Regions from separate parts of the Mus musculus genome. Here region 1 is linked to region 2. The links are chromatin contacts, called in public HiChIP or PLAC-seq maps. All regions are on one chromosome and are shown on one strand. The core of a region is the stretch at or near the end of the contact, and the rest is flanking DNA. Distances in the headings are between cores, read along the strand shown. Region 1 overlaps Pcp4l1 (Purkinje cell protein 4-like 1). Region 2 has its middle 11 kb from the start of Dusp12.

The links. HiChIP or PLAC-seq counts read pairs in DNA pulled down with a chosen protein or histone mark.
Region 1: an H3K27ac HiChIP or PLAC-seq map of the HPC-7 cell line shows a contact between it and region 2, with 6 times the contacts expected there. The contact joins two enhancer-like sites. A contact is called at or near these places in 1 of 39 promoter capture datasets (the C10 cell line), 1 of 15 datasets of contacts at CTCF or cohesin (large pre-B cells), 1 of 115 datasets of contacts at active chromatin or transcription factors (the HPC-7 cell line) and 2 of 9 other capture datasets (adipose tissue and liver).

The regions. Positions count from the first base shown.
Region 1 is chr1:171,180,179-171,186,169 of GRCm38.p6, reverse strand. All of the region lies in intron 1 of Pcp4l1 (Purkinje cell protein 4-like 1), which reads left to right. Among named protein-coding and RNA genes, the nearest start is that of Pcp4l1, 13 kb to the left of the region's middle. Within about 2 kb of position 2,214, at least 85 of the 459 cell types and tissues checked have an H3K27ac peak or open chromatin away from gene starts, as enhancers often do. A contact at or near this core is called in the HPC-7 cell line and adipose tissue, where this site is marked.
Region 2 is chr1:170,893,528-170,899,709 of GRCm38.p6, reverse strand. No RefSeq gene overlaps it. Among named protein-coding and RNA genes, the nearest start is that of Dusp12, 11 kb to the right of the region's middle. Within about 2 kb of position 2,584, at least 48 of the 459 cell types and tissues checked have an H3K27ac peak or open chromatin away from gene starts, as enhancers often do. A contact at or near this core is called in the HPC-7 cell line and adipose tissue, where this site is marked.

The DNA.
Region 1 (5,991 bases), core at 965-3,464, 290 kb before region 2:
TGGGAAGGCAAAGATGGGCAAGCGTGCGATGGTTTCCTGTGCTCTGATTTGGAGGAACTAAAAAGGGCAGATAACTTTTGGGAGGGAAATACTAGGGAAAAAGAACACAGCCCCACCTGCATCTTAAAGCCTAATGGGGGAAAGAAAGCCCTAACCCAGCAGGTCTTTGCCATCCACTTTCCCCACGGAGGGAGCGGAGAGTTTACACCCTTGAGCTGCAGAGAAAACAAGAGCATACTCATAGGAACTGGCACCCACTGCCAAGTGATGGAGCGAACACTGGAATCCATCAGGCCCAGGGGAGGGAGCAGAGGAAAGGAATACAAGAAGGTAGGCAAGGGAAGAGGTTGGGGCTCTCTAGGGAAAGTGAGATGTGATGGGTTTCACAGTTGCTAATTAGTGTTTGGTACTGCGAAGTGGAGACAATTAGTCCTGTGTGGGCAATGGCACTGCGCTGAACCCAGCTCCGAGCTCACTAGGACGGGAAGAGCAGTTCCGGATGTAGGCAAGGGAGTCGTTTGCTCTGGAAAAAGAGTGTGATGGGCTTGTGCGCGGAATTCTCCGACTCTGAAGGGCTAGGATCTGGGCGTGTGAGTGAAGACTCTGAATAGTCCCTGGGGGTCAGTTTGGTGTGTCAGGAACAATCACCCGGAAGCGAACCCCAAATCAAGGTGGTCTGGTCAACAAGCCCAGCAGGAATCTGAGTGGGGATGTGGGGTCTGGCATAAAGTAAATCCTCGAGTAGCATGTAAGCTTGCTCCATAATGAGAGGGCGGGGCCAGCTCCCTATCGTTTCCTGTATATATTGAAGAAGGTGTTTTGGATTATGAATTGAGACGCTTGAGAATCCAAATTAAGCAGAATTTGGACTCAGCTGCTTGGCTGTCGTATGGGATTCAATCATGATTCCAAAGATCTTCCTTCCTATCTAGGGACTGCTCTGCTGTATGGGGTAACTTCTATAGTCAGGTCAATCTCATTAGACCCCTCCCCTCAAGTTTATGAGTGAGCACACAAACACTTTAGTTGAAGATCTAGATATTACATAGTGTAACATTCAAGAGCCTAGACTGACTCTCTTTCTTAAAGATTTATTTATTTATTTACTTATTTATTTACTTATTTACTTATTTAATGTATGTGAGTATACTGACGCTGTCTTTAAACACACCATTACAGATGGTTGTGAGCCACCATGTGGTTGCTGGGAATTGAACTCCTCTGGAAGAGCAGCCAGTGCTCTTGCCTACTGAGCCATCTCTCCAGCCCAAGCCTGGACTCTCAAGCTAGACTGTCTTTCTGGCTTCAAGTCCTGTCCTTGTGACATTAGCATATGACCTCAGGCCAAAAAATTAACCACTGCTGACCTCGGTTCCTGGTTTGGGAAACGAGAATAGCAATACCTGTTTCATGGAGCTGTTAGAAGAAGTCAGTATTTTAGTGGTTTCAAAAGCACATACAGAAGTAACAGACCAATAATATTATCTATGTTATTATAAATAACAAGGCAAGGTAACATTACCAAGTCCTTGATTTCTATCAGTTCTCCTAGCTGGAGCCTGTAAGGAAGTGGTTCTCAACCTGTGACTCGTGACCCCTTGAGGCGGGCAGCTGAATGACATGATCAGGAAACAGATATTTACGTTATGATTCATAACAGTAGCACAATTATAGTTATGCAATAGCAACAGAAATAACTTTATGGCTGGGTCACCACAACACGAGGAACTACTGTATCAAAGGCATAGCGTTAGGAAGGTCGAGAACCACGGCTGTAAGGAGAAGGAAGGTGTTGCTGAACCATTTTATCACTGTTAGAGCTGACCTGAAAACAGCAGAATACCCAAGAGCTTTGTGGTCCACACCTGCCTAGAATGAGGGCCAAGACGAGGCTGAGAAACATGGACCTGTTGCATGGAGCGTTTGAGTTGCTGTTGCTCCTTTGGAGATAGGAGTGTTTGTAAGGGTGTTTTGTTTTTGTTCTGTTTTTTTTGTTTTTATAGAGTATTGGGTGAACTTGAAGGATGGATAGTCTGATAGCCCACAAGTACATGTACCAGACCATCATGGTTCAGCTAAAATTGATTTTCTACAAAAACAACCTAGAACATTGAGGCAGAGGACAGGGACCGGTGAGCCATTGAGTACCATACAGAGGCTAGTCCAATTGTCCCTACCCCCAACAAGTCACAAACAGCTAAATCTAGAAATGCAGTGCCCACAAGTAGCTATTTTGAGAGCTGGCTAGAAAGGATGGAGGGGGAGGGGCAGGAAGAAGACTTCCTAGCATGTTTGCACGGGTGGCGTGAGGGGGATTTCAAGGGGTGTTGTGAGCAGTGGGGACCTTACAGGACTCCTTTCTGGCCTCACCAGTGGAAACTCTTGATCTCGGGTTATGATCCTTCATAAATATAACCCAAATGGAGCTGGGAGCCCCTGGGGAGCCAGATCACAGACACTGCTCTATTCCAGGGTCAGGCCAGGCTCTGGAAAGAGGGAAGCTGGCAGGGCAGAAGGAACATGGCAGTCTGTGTGGTTCAGCTCTGACACATATTCCTGCTAAGGATTTGGCTCCAGATCAGCTGACATGAGAAGGAGCGTTGAGGAAACAGCTTAGTAGTTATTTTTCTATTGCTATGATAAAACACCTTGATCAAGGCAACTTACAGAACAAAGAGTTTACTTGAGTTTATGGTTCCAGGAGATTAGAGTCTATGAGAGCGGGTGGGGGGTGGGGGTGGGGGTGGGGGGTGGGAGGTAGGGGGGTTGGGAGGTGGGATAAGGGGCAGCAGGTGTTAGGAACTGGATGCTGAGAGCAGAGGCTGAGGGCTCACACTCTGAACCAGGAGCACAAAGTAAAGAGAGCAAACGAGAAAATGGTGTAAGTCTTTAAAGTCTCAAAATCAGCCTGCTTCTCCCAACAAGGCCACAGTTCTGGAGCCTCCCGATACAGTGCCACCAGCTGGGGACTGTTGAATGAGAGTATCCCCCAGAGGCTCTTGTGTTTGAATACTTGGTTCTGAGTTGGTGGAACTGTTTGGAAAGGACTAGGAATGTGGCTTCGAAGAGGTTTGTGACTGGGGACAGCTTTGAGGTTTCAAAACTTAGCCATTCCTAATGTCTGCCTTCTGCTTGTGATTTGGTCTGAGATGTGAGCCCTCAGCTGTTCCTGGCGCCATGGCTTCACTCAACCATCATAAACCCTCACCCTCTGGAACCATGAGCCCTGTTAAATGCTTTCTTTGATAACTTGCCTTGGTCACGGTGTCTCATCACAGCAACAACAAAAAAAACCAAAGTAATACAGTGTGTTAGTGTTTCTACTGAGTGATTAAAAAGAAAAATCCACACTGCTGAGTTGCCCACAGGCTAATCTGTTGAGGACATTTTCTCAATTGATGTTTCTCCTTTTAAAAGGTCTCTCCTTTATGTCAAGTTGACATAAAACTAGCCAACACACACAGGGCTAAAGCATTTGAATACCCAACACTAGAGGGAACATTTCATATTAAAAACATCACAAAACTCCCTTGGGGAGATATTTAGTATAGGAGTCAATTTTTTTTTCAAAAGGGAGGAGCTGGGATGTGTTTGATGGGTTAAAGCAATGAGCTTGGAGTAGGAAGGACAGAGGGGTAATGGTTAAAGCCAGGGTAACAGTTTGAGATGTGTTGGCCAATAGAGAAAATAACGTTTGAAGTTCGAGACCATGGCACTATTGAACTTGCCATGACTGTCATGTCTGGACTCTTGGCTGTCCTCTCTCACTGCACATGCTCCGTGTTGTGCTTTTGCAGTGTGAACAAACTTTTTAGGATGACAGTATGGCAGTGAAAGGTGTTACCTACTAGATCACTATACTTTCGTGTGCAGAAAATAAAGTAAGAATTAATTAACTCAAAAGATCAACGAGAAAAAGAATAATGACTGTGGGTCAGTCATTCTGGAGTTTCAAAAATAATCCCTCCTCCGCAGAAGCTCTGCCGGTCTACCAGAGCCCAGCAGGGCTTCCCTGGGGTTTCAGAATCTTGTTTGGTGGGGTTTCAAATCTTTCCCGAGCTCCCCAGCTCTGTAGAATTCTAAGGCTGGCTTAGAATTTGTCATCCTCATGCGGTAGCCTCCCAGATGTTGGGATTATACATTTGTGTCCCCATATCCAGCCTCAGATGCTACAATTTTTAAAAAAGATTTATTGATTATATGTAAGTATACTGTAGCTGTCTTTAGACACTCCAGAAGAGGTCGTCAGATCTCATTACGGATGATTGTGAGCCACCATGTGGTTGCTGGGATTTGAACTCTGGACCTTTAGAAGACCAGTCGGGTGCTCTTACCCACTGAGCCATCTCACCAGCCCGATGCTACAATTTTAATTAATGTTTTATTCACTATGTGTATGTGTACACGCTCCGATGGGTATAGGTTTACCCCTGTGTATGGGTGTGTGGGTGTGCCTGTGTATGGAGGCTACAGACTAATCTTGAGTGCTCTTGTGTGGGTGCTGTCAGGGTCTCTCACTGGCCTCAAGCACACCAATAGGCTATACTGGCTGATGAGAGAGGCCCAGAGATCTACCTATTTCTGTCTCCTGCTGTGTTAGAATTACCTTGTTTCTTTATGTGTTTTTGGGGGGACTGGACTCAACTTTTCAAGCCTACACAGCAAGCACTTTGTAAACTAAACTATCTCTCCAGCCCTAGCCTCAGATTTAAAAAATATGTATGATAGTTAAACACATGCTATCTTTAAAAAATAATGGACTCTATCAAGTGACTTAGGATATCTATTGCCATGAAGAGACACCATGACCATGGCAACTCTTATAAGAGAAAGCATTTAATTGGGGGCTATGTGGTTTGAATATGCTTGGCTATTAGGAGGTGTGGCTTTGTTGGAATAGATGTGGCCTTGTTAGAGAAAGTGTGTCACTGTGTAGGCAGGCTTTGAGGACTCTTATTCTCAGGTTCCACTCAGTGTGGAAGAGAGCCTCCTCTTGGCTGCCTGCAAAAGATAGTCTCCTTCTGGCTGCCTTTGTTCGGAACAAGATGTAGAACTCTTGGCTCTTCTAGCACCAAGTCTGCCTGCATGCTGCCATGCATCCCACCATCATGATAATGGCCTGAATGAACTTCTGAACTGGAAGCCAACCCCAGTTAAATGTTGTCCTTTATAAGAGTTGCCTTGGTCATGGTGTCTGTTCATAGCAGTAAAACTCAAACTAAGACAGGGGCTTATTTACAATTTCAGAGGCTTAGTCCATTATCATCATGGCAGGGAGCATGGCAGCATGCAGGTGGGTATTAGAAGAATAGCTAAGAGCTACATCCTGATCTGTAGGCATAGGGAGGGAGGGAGGGAGAGAGAGAGAGAGAGAGAGAGAGAGAGAGAGAGAGAGAGAGAGACAGAGACAGAGACAGAGACAGAGAGACAGAGAGACAGAGACAGAGAGACAGAGAGAGAGACACACAGAGAGAGAGAGACAGAGAGAGAGAGACAGAGAGAGACACACAGAGAGAGAGACAGAGAGAGAGAGAGAGGGGGGGAGAGAGAGAGAACACCACACTGAACCTAATGTGAGCTTTTTGAAACCTCCAAGCCTAACCCCAGTGATACCCTTCCTCCAACAAGCCCACAGCCCACATCTACTCCAAAGTGGGGGCATTCTTATTCAAAACACTACAATCAGTTTATTATTATTTGTTTGGTTCTCAGAATCAAAACCAGTGCCATGAACATGCTAAGCACCTACTCTCCTACTGAACATCACCCAGATGGTGCCAGTTTATGACCTACATTTTTTTTTTGAGACAAGATCTTACCTCGGTTGGCCTGGGACTCACTATGTAGACCAGGTTGGCTTCAAACTCACAGAGATTCCCCTGCCTCTGTCTCCCAAGTGCTGGAATTAAAGGCATGCACCCCCATATCTGGCTATGACCTACTTTTAAAGATACTTTTCTATGTTAAATAACAGTAGATCACCATTTGAGT
Region 2 (6,182 bases), core at 1,335-3,834:
TGTAACTGCAGCCGGGCGTGGTGGTGCACACCTTTAATCCCAGCACTCGGGAGACAGAGGCAGGCGGATTTCTGAGTTCGAGGCCAGCCTGGTCTACAAAGTGATTTCCAGGACAGCCAAGGCTACACAGAGAAACCCTGTCTCGAAAACAAAAACAAAAACAAAAAAAAGACCGTAACTGCATGTATGAGTGAATACACATCCCCCTGCATGTGAGAGAAAACATGGAACATTTCTCTCTTCTCACTGCCTTCTCTTGTTCCCCCCCATCTCCCTTTGGCCCTTTCAACCCCACCCATAGACCTCTCTGTGCTCTCATGTCATATATATGTGTGTATACATATGTGTGTATATATGTGTATATATGCATATATGTATATGTGTTTATTACACATATACATATATGCATATATTTGCATCTAAATTCTGTATATGAGGAAAATATGTGATCTCTGTCTTTCAGCGACAAGCTTCTTTTCTTAACACAATGATCTCAACTTCTATTCACTTTCCTGAGAGTGACATGCGTACAACTCCAGTGTGTCCTTACCTCACCTTTGTTCGTCACCTACTGACGGTGTGTATGCTGGCTCTCTGTCCTGGCTACTGTGGATGTGCAATGCACTCAGAGGACAAAGAAGAACACATTTGGTGCCAGGCTTGACGTTCTCTTAGCAGTTTGTGAAGAATGACATATAAAAGGGTTTGGAACCACAGAGAGGATGGACCCATAGTTGACAGACTTTCTGGGTTTTATCATTTAAAATCCTCAGAGACCGGTGGTATGGGCACAGATAGTCTTGGCTTCCTTGTTTGGTTGGGTTTTGTCGGTTTACTTTTGATAAGGACACTGAAGAACACAAGGCTTATCTGATTTCGCTTTAATCATTCAAGCAATAGATGGCAATAGATGACAGAGTCAAACTGAAGGACGCATGGCGGGGGGGGGGGTGGAAGGAACATGGCCAGTCCCCTGTGTTCTGTCTGCCTGGGAAAAGACTAGGAGAGAGTGGCCGTGTAAACCGCATTCAGCAAAACAAGACACGGAACAGAAAACATCTGCAGTGTCCCCAGTCCCGATCATCTCATGCTGTTTACCAGTCTCTTCTGGAGCTAAAACAGGAAGCGAGAGAGAGAATGACCTAAGGCTCGCTAACCCGCTTCTGCCCCGATACTTCTCAGAAGGACAGCAACACCCTGTGCTAAGTTTGCAAATGCTGGGTAGTGGTGGACAGAGATGGACGATCTGTTCAAACGTCCAAGTTGTTTCTATACAATGGGGTGCTCAACTCTGGTCAGTCACTTCTGGCCCTGGGGTTCTGTGGAGCTCAAATGTTTCCTAAAATATTGACAATGAATAGACTTCAAGGGTGGGAGATTGACATGCATTTCTGAAAAACAAAACAAAACAAAACCTCCAAAGAAATTGTTTCAGAGACATGTCTTGCTATGTGTAATAGTGAAGTCTGACCTTGAGCTTCCAGTTCAGCTTCCTAATGCTGGGATTGCAGGGGCCTGATACCATCCGAGTTTGAGTTAATAGGTGGACTTCGGGTGTGGCTGCAGCAGGATAGATGGAGATCTATTTATTCCTAATTCTCGTGGCCACTGAATATTTGGATTGCTTGGCCATTGTGATTCTTCTTATTCAACAGCTTCATTACCAAGTCCTTTCTCCCAGTGACTCCTGGTCTGGAGACCCTGCTGTCTGGTGTAGCTTGGCATTTCTTTCTCTCACTAACAAGACACGTATGGGTGAGGTAAATCTTATTACAGCCCTGTGATGGAGGTAGATAGCAGGGCAGACAGCCCAAGACCCAGACTGAGGTTTCCACCAGCTTCAAACCACACTCTTTCCAGGCAATGCTGAATCTGAGCCCACCAGTTCCGGCCACCGCCTGTCTTCCCACAAACACAGGCAAAATAACAGAAGCATCGAACCGTCATCCATTTATGGTTTGGTTCAACATTCTTATTTGGGATCTTTAGAGTATATTTCATGTGTATCTTTATGACTGTCTTAGGTCTTCCTTTTTTTTAAAAAAAAAGATTCATTTTTACTTATGTGTATGTGCCTATGTTAGTGTATGCTACACATATGTAGGTGCCTGCAGAAGTTAGAAGAGGGAGTCAGATGCCGTGAAGTTGGAGGACAGGCAGTTACCGGCCACCCAATGTGGTTGCTGTAAACTGAACTCCAGTCCTATGGAAAAGCAGTAAACACTGAGAACTCCTGAGCCATCATCTCTCCAGCCCCTGTCTGTCCTAGATCAGAAGCCCCACTAAGGACATGGCAGGCAGACATGGTGGCTTATACCTGGATTCCCAGCGCTTGGGAAGTCACAAGTTTGAGGCCAGCAGAGGCTACATAATGAGTTCTGAGGTTAGAGAAGAAGCTATGTTAAAAAAAAAAAAAACAAACCACAAAACAAACAAAAAGGGAAAAAGAAAAAGAAAACAGAAAGAACAGAACAAAATAGCAGAACTTGACATTTACTGGTACCGAACTCGATACCAGTACACCATTGGCAATTTGCTGAAAATAGAAAGAGGAACTTCACTTTGGTCTGTGATGGAGAGGTGAAGGGACAAAAGAGGGGAAATTTCTTTGCTAATTGCTCGGCAGAGAGGTGCATTTTCAACAAGTTAGTACTTACTGTTAAAGATGAAAATGAAGCAACCAAAATGTGAGAGTGTTGGGTGATGCGTGTCCTTATATGATTAGCCACATTGGATAAAATGGTGCTTTCGAAATATTCAAGCCACCTCACACTGAATGACTTGATCTCTTAGCAAAACTGCTGTTTAGTGCTTATCAAACAGCCAGGTGTCATGTTTCCATCCCTGTGACCCTAGCACTGAGGAGACTGAGGCAGTAGGACTTGGAGATCAGTTGGATCACAGTTTAACACAGCCTGTTAGTTCCCAGACAGCTAGGGTCAGCTCTGTCTCAAAAGAAATGAAGGAAAGGAGACAGAGAGGAGAGGAAGGAAGAGAGAAGCATTATCAAGATTGATAGTGTAACAATGATGCAATAAACAGATAAACAGTGTGTGTGTGTGTGTTTGTGTGTGTGTGTGTGTGTGTGTGTGTGTGTGTGTAGTTCTAAGAAGAGTGTCTTCCCCTGCCCTTAGCTGGCAGAAAGTGAGATCCCACCCAAAAACCAGCATTTCTTTCCTTGAGCTCAGAAAGTTGTTAATTCCGTTCTTTCTTTTTCCTTTCCTTTCTTTTTCTTTCTTTTTCTGGAGGGGGTGGGGATTATTTAGCAGTTTTTTTTCTTTTTTGGTTTCCTAAGACAGAGTTTCTCTGTGTAGCCTTGGCTGTCCTGGGACTCACTTCATAGACCAGGCTGGCTTTGAACTCAAGAGATCCTCCTGCCTCTGCCTCCTGAATGCTTGAGGTAACAGCCATGCCACCGCCACTACCTGGCATTATCTAGCATTTTAATGAAAGAATATTGGACAAGAGTAATTGTTAAAGTTCGATAAAAGAGAAGCTGTGGTTCAGCTCTGCACCATTCCATGTGCATACCATTGCTTAACAGGTTATGAATACCCATCATATACTGACACTTATTAGGACGTTATTTTCAAATACATCTTTTAATTACCTATTTATGGTATGGAATAAGATTGATTTATTCTTATATTTTATTATTTAAAATCATTTTTAAAATTAAATTATTTTGATCAGACTCTTCCCCTCCCCTAAATCCTTCTAGCTCCCCTCTCTCTCCCTACCTACCCAACCTTAAGTTCTTAAAAACAACAACAAAGCTGGGCGTGGTGGCGCACGCCTTTACTCCCAGCACTCGGGAGGCAGAGGCAGGCGGATTTCTGAGTTCGAGTTCCAAGACAGCCAGGGCTCTACAGAGAAACTCTGTCTCGAAAAAACAAAAACAAAAACAACAACAACAACAAAAACCCAATACAACAACCCCCCAGAAACCAAGAAAACAAAATTAGCACACACATCCAAAAGCAAAACAAAAGTCTTTGGCTAAATAAAAACATACACACACAAAAAAAAACCTGGACTCCATTGTTTGTTGGTCAACATGAGACCAGTCCTGGAGTGACTGATATATCCAGTGTCACTCCACTGTTGTTAACCTTTAACTAGCAGGTAGGTTTTCATTCATTTAAAAATGTATAACAAAATTAAATATAGTAAGATTAAAAAAATAGCTATCACATCTAAGTTGAAGGAAAGTGATATCTTGCATAAAGGTGAATGGCGCCATCTAGTGTCTAAAAGTACAAAGAGAGATGCTATTAAAATCAGCTCCAAGAAGTCAATGCCAGGCTCCGGGAGTATTCAACCTAAATATGTATATTAGCTCCATTCTTGAAGGACCTTATGTTAGACCTCACAGGCAGTCCACATATTCAGGAATGAGCTCAAACTAGATCTAGCCAGATTTTTGGTGGTTAGAAAAAAGCCAGCATTTCTCAGGAACTGTCAAACTGGTTCCCTTATGCCAGAGGAGCCATTTCCCTTACCTCAGTCAGAAGGAACTGCGGCTCCACTGACCTACACATGTGGCTGCACTCAGGATCGCTCAGTCTCTACCCACAAGTACTCACTATACATTTCAAGGTCCAGCTAGCATCCCGGCCCTTCTCAGATTTCTGCTCTTTTTGTACCCCCTGTCCCCAGCTATTCTCTAATTCTACCTCCCCCCTCCTCCAACACCTACTGCCCCCATCTCTCAACTATTCTGTCTCCTGCTATTTTCTCTTCTCTTCCAGTTGCTGAATGAATATTTTGTATTTTTTCTTTCTTATGCATAACACACCCTTCCCCTTTACCATACGATGGGGCAGCCATTCCACCAGTGTCTTTCCTGCGCCCCCTCACTTACACCTTACACTTGTTCTAAGGAGTTGTGGAAAGTCTGCTTTCAGCTGGGTGTGGCACTACACATCTGCAACCCTAGCTTGTGGAGGCAGAAGGATCAGAAGTTCAAGGTCATTGACGTCAACATATCTAGTTGGAGGCCGGAGAACAGACTCATGAAACTATGTCTCAAACAAATGAGAGGGGAGAGGAGAGAAACTCTGTAATCAGGTCTGAACAAACTAGAAAATACTAAACATGCTCTACCACTACTAAAAGGACGACTACTTTTAAAAACAGTGAGTTTTAAAACCCACACAAGGGCTGGAAAGATGGCTCAGTGTTGATTAGTTGTTGGTCTTCTAGAGCACTCAAATTTGGTTCCTAGCACCCACATTAGGCAGCTCACATGGCCCACAACTCCAGCCGTAGGGAAACTTACTCCCTCTTCTTGGAGAGCATACACACACACACACACACACACACACACACACACACACACACACACACACACACATACAGACATACACATGCACACATAAATAAATATTTGTTAAACCCATATAATAGAAAATGTTCTCTTTTGATGACTTTAAAGTGTAAGGTTCAGATTTTTAGAGCATTTCATTTTGTGAATCTGAAACTCTATACCATTCAGATAACAATTCCCAATTTCCTCCTAGCCTCGACCCTCGTGCTCTCTTTTACCCAGATTGGCTCAAACTCACTGTGATCCTGCTGCCTCAGCTTCCTGAGTGCAAGGATTGCAGGCATGCACCATTAGGATTGGCTTGGTCCAATTATTTTCAACAAAGTAATTATTTTAATGCTCACCGAACTATGTCAGAATTTCCTCTTTTCTATATCAGAATAATTGTGTGCATGTGAACATCTGTCTGTCTATCCTCTGTCTATCTATCTATCTATCTATCTATCTATCTATCTATCTATCTATCTATCTATCTATCTACCTGCCTGTTGAATTACCTGTTAATTTGCTAGTGGCCATTGCCTCTACTTTTTAGCAATGATGAATGATTTAAATACTATGAGTATTAAAGTATTTCTTTGAGGCTCTACCTTCAATTCTGCGTTGGATTCTAATTTCATTTTTAATTTTGTTCCATTTTCCACAGAGGCTCATCATTTTACGTTGCCTGCAACAATGCAGAACAGTTCAGTTTCTTCATGCCCTCATCATTTATTGTCTCTTATCGTAGCTGATCTCATATATGGGATCTTATCTTGTCACAGTTGGAGGTTTTCCTAGTGATTAGCAACGCTGAGTATCTTTCACGGCCTTTACTGCCTTCAGTGTATTTTCTTTGGAGAAATATCCTTCA